Regions from separate parts of the Canis lupus genome. Here region 2 is linked to region 1. The links are chromatin contacts, called in public Hi-C maps. All regions are on one chromosome and are shown on one strand. Each heading gives the region's core, a stretch centred on a gene start, on an enhancer-like site or on the middle of the called end of the contact. The rest is flanking DNA. Distances are from core to core; before and after follow the strand shown.

Region 1 (3,404 bases), core at 337-2,836:
AATATTCTCAAGGCACCATACAGAAAGAACCCACTGAACTATGCAAATGAGGCCCTCTGACGCCATCGTCCCACCTGTAGGCCAGGAGCAGGGCCCCTGACGCAGCCCCAGCACTGATGCCATGTACCGTTGAACTTGCCAATCCTGTGGGGCAGGTGACTTGCCATTCCTGGCTGGCCCGTGAGGCAGTGGAGGCTCAGAGGCCCTGAGTAACGTACTCAGTGACGCCCAACTGATCTGGGGCACGGCTGGCTTTGAAAAGGTCCTTCTCCGGGCAGCCCGGGTGGCTCAGCGGTGTAACGCCGCCTTCAGCCTAGGGCCTGATCCTGGAGCCCCTGGATCGAGTCCCACGTGGGGCTCCCTGCATGGAGCCTGCTTCTCCCTCTGCTGAGTCTCTGCCTCTCTCTCTGTGTGTGTCTCTCATGAATAAATAAATAAATAAAAAGAAAAAAAAAAAGAAAAAAAAGGTCCTTCTCCAAAGCCAGAGCTGCTTCCACACGATCCCAGCCAGCATTTAGCTCTCTCATGAGTGCAGAAAGGGAGACCCACCAATCTAATGACACCCCAAGTGAATGCAGCAGGCTCTTAGAGAAGCCAGTGGGCCAGAAAGAAGAGGAACCTGTCTCCCTGCAGACCAATGTCCTAACAATCCAGCTCAGCCTGGCTTGCAAAGGTCTCCCCTACCTCCAGCCCGCTCCTCTAATACCCCACGTCTACAGGGGACCAGACAGGAGAAGCAGGCCACCGAGTGCCCAGGACAGCGCCGGACATGGCCTAGGTGATCAGCGAATAAAATTCTCCCCCCTTCTTCCCTGATGCGAAGCTGAACCTTCTAGGATTTGCGGTGTGCTTCCTCCCTGCCCCTGCAGCCCTCCTGTTCCCTCAAACACAGGGCCCGGCCTCACCTCGGTCACGATGGAGGAGCCGGGCGTGTCGTAGGCCCAGCCGTGCAGACAAGGGCCCGAGCGGCAGGTGGCTCCTGTTGGCGGCCAGGCCGGCCAGCGGGTCCACGCAGCCCAGGGCGCTCTGGTTCCAGTCCACCGCGTAGCTGCGGCACTGGCGGGGGAAGGCGTCGCCCGTGGGCCCCGGGCCCGGCACCGTGTAGTTGAGCTCCTCCGCCGCGCTCCAGCCGCATCGCCGGCCCAGCTCGGCCGCCCCGGGGCTCAGGCAGCGGTGATCCGGGGTGAAGGCCAGGAAGACGATGCCCACGTAGACGGGGGCGAAGGCAGCCGAGAGCAGGCATAGGGTCAGGAAGGCTTGCTTCTGGAACCAGCCAAACTCGCCGACCTGCTCCAGAATATCATCCACGGTGGGCATAACGGAGCCAGCACCTTCATCACTTTGACCCAGCTGTCGCGGCCGCGGTGGCCAGGGTCAATGTTCCGTGCGGACTTCTCTGCGATGGGCTGGTTCGAAAGCAAGTTGCTGTCCAAGCACGTCTACCTGGAAGCCGACCAACTGGAAGCGATCTTTCACCCCGTGGCGCCCATGACAGGCAAGGGTGGAAGCAGGAGGGTGACTGGCCACATGGCTTGGCCGGGAAGCAAGTCAACTAGGTGGAGGTTCAAATTCTCTTTCTCTCTCTCTCTTTTTTTTTTTTTTTTTTTTAAAGATTTTATTTATTCATTCATGAGAGACACAGAGAGAGGGAGAAGCAGGCTCTCTGTGGGGGAGCCCCATGTGGGACTCGATCCCTGGACCCTGGATCACAACCTGAGGCGAAGGCAGATGCTCAACCGCTGAGCCACCCAGGTGCCCCCTTGAATTCTCTGGAGTCAGAGCTCCCTCCCAGAGAGGAGAGAGTTAGAGCCCGCTGGGTAAACCCCCTGGTTGGCTCTTCCAGAGAGATTGCTTATCTAAAAACTTCATTTTAGAATCCAGCTAAATCAAAGAGGGCCAGCTGCCTGCTGGCACAGCTACAGGGGCTGTGCAATCCGGCGGCTCATAGGCTGGCCTGTACCCTACCCCCATCCCCACCCTTACCCCCACCCCCACCCCCTGCACGGACTGGCCTCGAGCTTGGCTCTGCAGAGCATCTGATCCTATTTGCCGCCGCCGCCGAGGGCTCTGCAGGCCAGCATCCCAGGTGAAAGGCTCTAGACTCAGCCACCAGCCAGGCTGACCAGTGACCATCAATGACAAGGCCGTCAGCCTCCAGCACAGGGCTCCTGCGTGTGTTCTGGAACTCCTCACGACGGCCTTCACGGGAGGTGTGATCAGACTCCCCACTGCTCAGCTGGGGAAACAGAAGCTTAGGGAGCTAACAGCAGCCTCCAAGTCCACGCTGTCACTGAACTTGAACCTCCTTCAGCTCCAGAGCAACATCCCTTCATTTATTAACCGGCCCTTCTTCACCACCTGCTGTGTTAGTTCTTTGGCTCACTCCACAAATACCGTGCCAAGTCCCTACACGTTTCCAGCAGCCCCAGGCTCCAGGACGCAGAGTTGGGGCAGCCCCTACCTCCCAACAGCTTACAGTTCAGGGGGGCACAGACTTACAAAGGGAGAGCTCCAGTGGACGGCACTAGGGGAGCCCCCCACACTGACCCCTCAGCCAGTCGAGCACCTTCCATCTATCCAGTGGGTTGACGGGGGGAGGGGGACGGGGCGGGAGGGCAAGCAGTCGGTGAGAAAAGGCAGGAAGGGTGTAGCAGGCTGGGATGGCAAGGTGGCCCCCTGCTGGAGTCGGCACCTTGGGGTATCCATGGGACCTGAGACTCGCCTGTCTCCATGCAACACATCCAATGTGGCAATGCCACCCATGTGATTACATCACAGTTTAACAGCCACGTTCCTCTTCCCATTGCTGCCTTTGATGGAGCAAATGGCCCTGTGGGGGAGCCCACGTGGCAAGGACATAAGGTGCTGACAACTGCAGGGACGACGTGGGCTCAGAAGGAGATTTTTCCCCAGACTGCAGAGGGTCCAGCTACACTGTGGCCACGCTTCTGTCCCCCAGACATGGGAGACACATGTGTGTGGCCTTACGCACCTAGTTTTGTGGTGATGTGGCTACACAGCAATAAACGAGGAGAGAAACTGTGGGCTCTGGGGAGCAGCAGGGTCCTGAAGGGCCTGGGGGCCTAGGAGCCACCTCGCTCCCAAGGCCTGTGGCTGGCTACCTGTGCTCCACGCGTGCCCCCTGGGACCTCACTTGCCGGACTGACGGCCGAGGCCAGGCATTGGCAGCAGAGGCCGGGCTCGAGCAGCTCTCCCCTCGGCCCATCCGACTGCACACACCCCCTCTGTGGCCAATCTCGGAGCAGGGAAGGGGGCAGAGGGGCAGCCTGGGGTCCCCGGCCCCTCCAGGCCTTCACCCTGCTTCCCCCTTGGCCTCCTGTGGGGGGAAATCAGAGCGAGGGGCCTGCTCATCGTGGGGCAGAGCTGGGAGCGAGCCGTCAGGT
Region 2 (3,756 bases), core at 163-2,662, 230 kb before region 1:
CTTAGATCTTTCAGCCCCCAAAATGGCAAATTCAGGAAGGCTTTGTCAACTGAAGGCCGTAGTCCAAATGCTACCCAGAAACATTTGAGGTTTGTCTCTGAATTCTGATTGAGCTCACCTAAGGGGATTTCTTGGTGAGTTCTAGATCAGTTGTAAGGGAGTAGGTGAGTACCATCACTACCACAGCCCCCACATCTTCTGGAGAGTATGCTGGTGGATGGCCTTTCTGGTAGAGAAGTGAGGGAGAGTGTGAGACAAAGACCAACTACACCCCCTTTGAAATTGCTCTTGGATTTACTCTGCATAAGGGAAGCCCCAAGGCAGGAAGGGGTGAGTACCATATTCACAAGGGAGCTGTTCCCCAGCAACACAAACTGGTGCGGTTGTGTTAAATATGCTTTGTTAGGTGCTGAAGCACAGCAGATATTCAAATAATATATTAGTAAGTTCCTTTCTAATTGGAAAAGAATGTTCAAATGCTGGGGAAACTTATACTTGGATAATAGAAGGATGACATCCCATAACAAAAGGATGGTGGTTTAATCCTCACATGGACTTTTTTTCTCTCTCTCTGTATAGGGTGACAGTGGAGGACCTCTGGTTTGCTTCGAGAAGGACAAGTACATTTTACAAGGAGTCACTTCTTGGGGTCTTGGCTGTGCCCGTCCCAATAAGCCTGGTGTCTATGTTCGTGTGTCAAGGTTTGTTACTTGGATTGAAGGAATAATGAGAAATAATTAGTTGGATGGGAGACAGAGTGATTCATCAACATACCTAGAAGCCAGAACACGGGTAGGGAATTTAGCATGCTCAGAAATAATTGACAGTAATCAAATCAAGACACTGTACTTATACCATCTACTGCCAAACCTCAACGTTTTTTAGTATTATTGTGGATAAATGTTTCCCGTGCGTGGACTGTTGGATTCTGTAATAATAAGTGACACATCTATAACATTTATTGAAAATAAACTCTGTACTTCCTTTAAGTTTTTTTTGAACTTCATTGGTTTCGTGTTCTTTGTTTATCCTACCAATTTTAAGTAGTGTAACTCTAATAGACTTAGGTGATTTCTCGCTTCCTTATAAGGTATAGTTGCAAAAAGGACTAAGAAGACTGTAAGATCATAGAGAAAGGAGCAGAGAGGTCCCAGTAAGTCACTCAGATATCTATCTTGTCTGCAAGAGACAGCTTGACATACATCTCTAAAGTCTTTATTTCTGGCACTGAGATGAATGTTTTCAGAGCTTCAGGATATATGGGGAGTCATGAGAACAAATTCTATTCTTGGGAATGAAATGTGTTACTGACAACTTGACGTTACCCCAGCACAGGAGATACTGGGCAGAGAGTTGTACACTGTGCAGGGGACTGGGCAATGCAAGTGTAATACAAGACCAGTAGAGAGTCTGAATGCTATTCTGGGTCACATCTGAATCCAGGAATGGTACCAAGGGCCTGTGAAGGAACAACGAACATACACTGAAGGTGGACCACTTAATTTCCATTGCTCATTGGCTGCGCAGATAGGAAGTACACATGGTCTCATGGGAATAGTGTTTGACAGTGACACATGGTCAAAAGGAAGAAAGGAAATGAACACTAATTTTACTTGACAATGGAAAATTTTTTATTGTTACCAGAACAAAAATATCAACTCAAAATACAATTGCAAGGTGAGAGTTTCAAGGAGGAACAGTCATCTTACAGCAAGGAGAAATGCAGAGAGAGCGAAAACCCAAGTGTGCGTGAATGGGTGACTGCAGCATTAAGTCCTCAAAGAGCAGTGTTTGCCTCGTTGAAAAAGAAAACACTCATATTCAACTCTGTTGTGCTTTAAGGATTAAAAAGCTTGTTTACACATACGCTGTACATATTGTCACGTGCTCACATAGAATTTTCTTCTTCATTGGCAAGATTTCCCTTGGTGCCCATTTTGTCTGTCCACGCAAAATAAATCATTAAAAAAAACTCTACATCAGATTTACTCTGAATCTGAAAATACAACAAATACAACACATAAAGCAAAACAACAGAGAAAGATAACATGTTTGCATGTAAGCTCCACATTTCAAAAGTCTCCGTAACAAAAAAGGGACCGTATTCCTTATTAGTGTCTATGACATCAGTTATAAAGCTTTTGCTAATTCTTTTAAGCATGGATATAACTGACCTTTCTTTTAAATTAAAATGTAAGCTTCCTCCCAAGACAAGTTACAAGTGTCAAGATTGAACAAGACCAATCCGCGTTTTTCACTCTTGACCACAGGCAGCATCACAGAACTGAACTCCCAGGTATAAGATAAATATCCCTTTACGATGAAAATGAAGACCTATGACATCATAATCCATGGGTTTTGTTCAATTAGGAACAGAGTGTGTGGCTCTAGATGTCCACTAAACCGGGACCAAGCTATTCCAAATCATCTCAGGCCCAAAACTGACTGATGAAATAACAGAGCCAAATCCTCAAATTGGACAGCGGATTTGTTCTGAATCATGGAATGAGGCCTGAATGTGCCAACAAGCCCAGATGCTACAGAGCGTACAGAGTCAGAGCAAGGAGAGAAAGGGAAGGCTCAGTACCACGTGGCCCAAGGTCCTTAGGTTCAGTGTCTCCAGATCCTGATCTTCCCTGGTTGCTTCGGAGCACTCAGGTCAGAGCTTGAGTTCCTTGATCAGGTTTGATGAAGGAATTTCTATACCCTGTTCCCAGACCCCCAGGTGGCACATCCTGCATCTGTGATGGAGTGAGCGGTCATGGGACTCTGCGGAGGGCTTCTCTCGTCCTTCAGTAACCCAAAGGGTCAGAGACACTGCTCCAACTTCAGGAAATCACTCAGGGGGAGCTACCCACACAACAGATCCTTTGCTAAACCAGCCACATACTATGTGTTCCCAGAAACTTCAATAGCATTATAAATCCTAACTCAGCCCACATTATAGAAAAATACTCTGGATAGTCTGAATGTCTTTGTACAGTACGACACCCACGTGGAGGCACACAGCATAAGGTAGCTGAAATGGACACACACACGTGTCTGCAAGGCACATCGGTTCCTTCCTTTGTTCTTTGGCAGGGAGTCTCAAAGGTGAGAGCTGGAAACTTGAGTTTTCTTTTTCCTGCCACATTTATACGAATATGGACTAACAAAACAAGGAGAAAAGAGAAAGTCCTTAGGAAATATTATACAACTAATCCCAACAAAGTTTTCTTGCTACTACTCAACGTTACAGTTGGTTTTGATCAAACACACTCATGCATAACTTTTCATAAAAACCCAATTCCAAGGTAATGAAAATGACGGTCTCCAGGCTTTTAAAAAAAATTTTTTAAAGCCTATTTTCGGCCCCCAGGCATGGGTTAAGTAGCATTGCAGCATGTAAGTTCTTCATGTGACAGGACTGGACGCCACCCACCCTAGCGTGGCCCCCAAGCTCGGATACAAACCAAGCAATTGCCTAGGAAGACACAGATAGCAAAATGTTTCTCTTTTCTGGATGAGGCAGGACTTTACAATGGTTTAACGCTCAAGAGGATTTCACACGGTTTTAACACCTTTCGTAAATTTCATAATTTTGATTGACAAAATGGCAAAACCTTAAAGGGAATCTTCCATCTCACTCCGAATTTCAGGTAGCATTGTTCTAGGGTGAAAAATAGGTAGAGCTCTGGGTAAGAAATAAGCCATTACTTACCACTTGATTTCCAAACAAGCGTACAAATCTGTTCGGATTACTTCATGGGCAAATGT

What was found. Hi-C and Micro-C count contacts between places; a contact is called where the count stands out from the background.
Region 2: a contact with region 1 is called in a Hi-C map of skin fibroblasts, with 2.2 times the contacts expected there. The contact joins the enhancer-like site here to the promoter of SLC22A1 in region 1. A contact is called at or near these places in 2 of 9 Hi-C or Micro-C datasets (amygdala and skin fibroblasts).

What each region holds. Positions count from the first base shown.
Region 1 is chr1:49,818,978-49,822,381 of UU_Cfam_GSD_1.0, reverse strand. It overlaps SLC22A1 (solute carrier family 22 member 1), which reads right to left and starts at 1,586. Exons shown (of 13, transcript XM_038526495.1): 1 at 964-1,586; 2 at 906-962. The coding sequence starts at 1,317.
Region 2 is chr1:50,048,922-50,052,677 of UU_Cfam_GSD_1.0, reverse strand. It overlaps SLC22A3 (solute carrier family 22 member 3), which reads right to left. Exons shown (of 11, transcript XM_038526496.1): 11 at 1,608-3,148. The coding sequence ends at 3,088. It overlaps PLG (plasminogen), which reads left to right. Exons shown (of 19, transcript NM_001286960.1): 19 at 580-1,006. The coding sequence ends at 741. Among named protein-coding and RNA genes, the nearest start is that of PLG, 39 kb to the left of the region's middle. Within about 2 kb of position 1,412, at least 2 of the 20 cell types and tissues checked have an H3K27ac peak or open chromatin away from gene starts, as enhancers often do.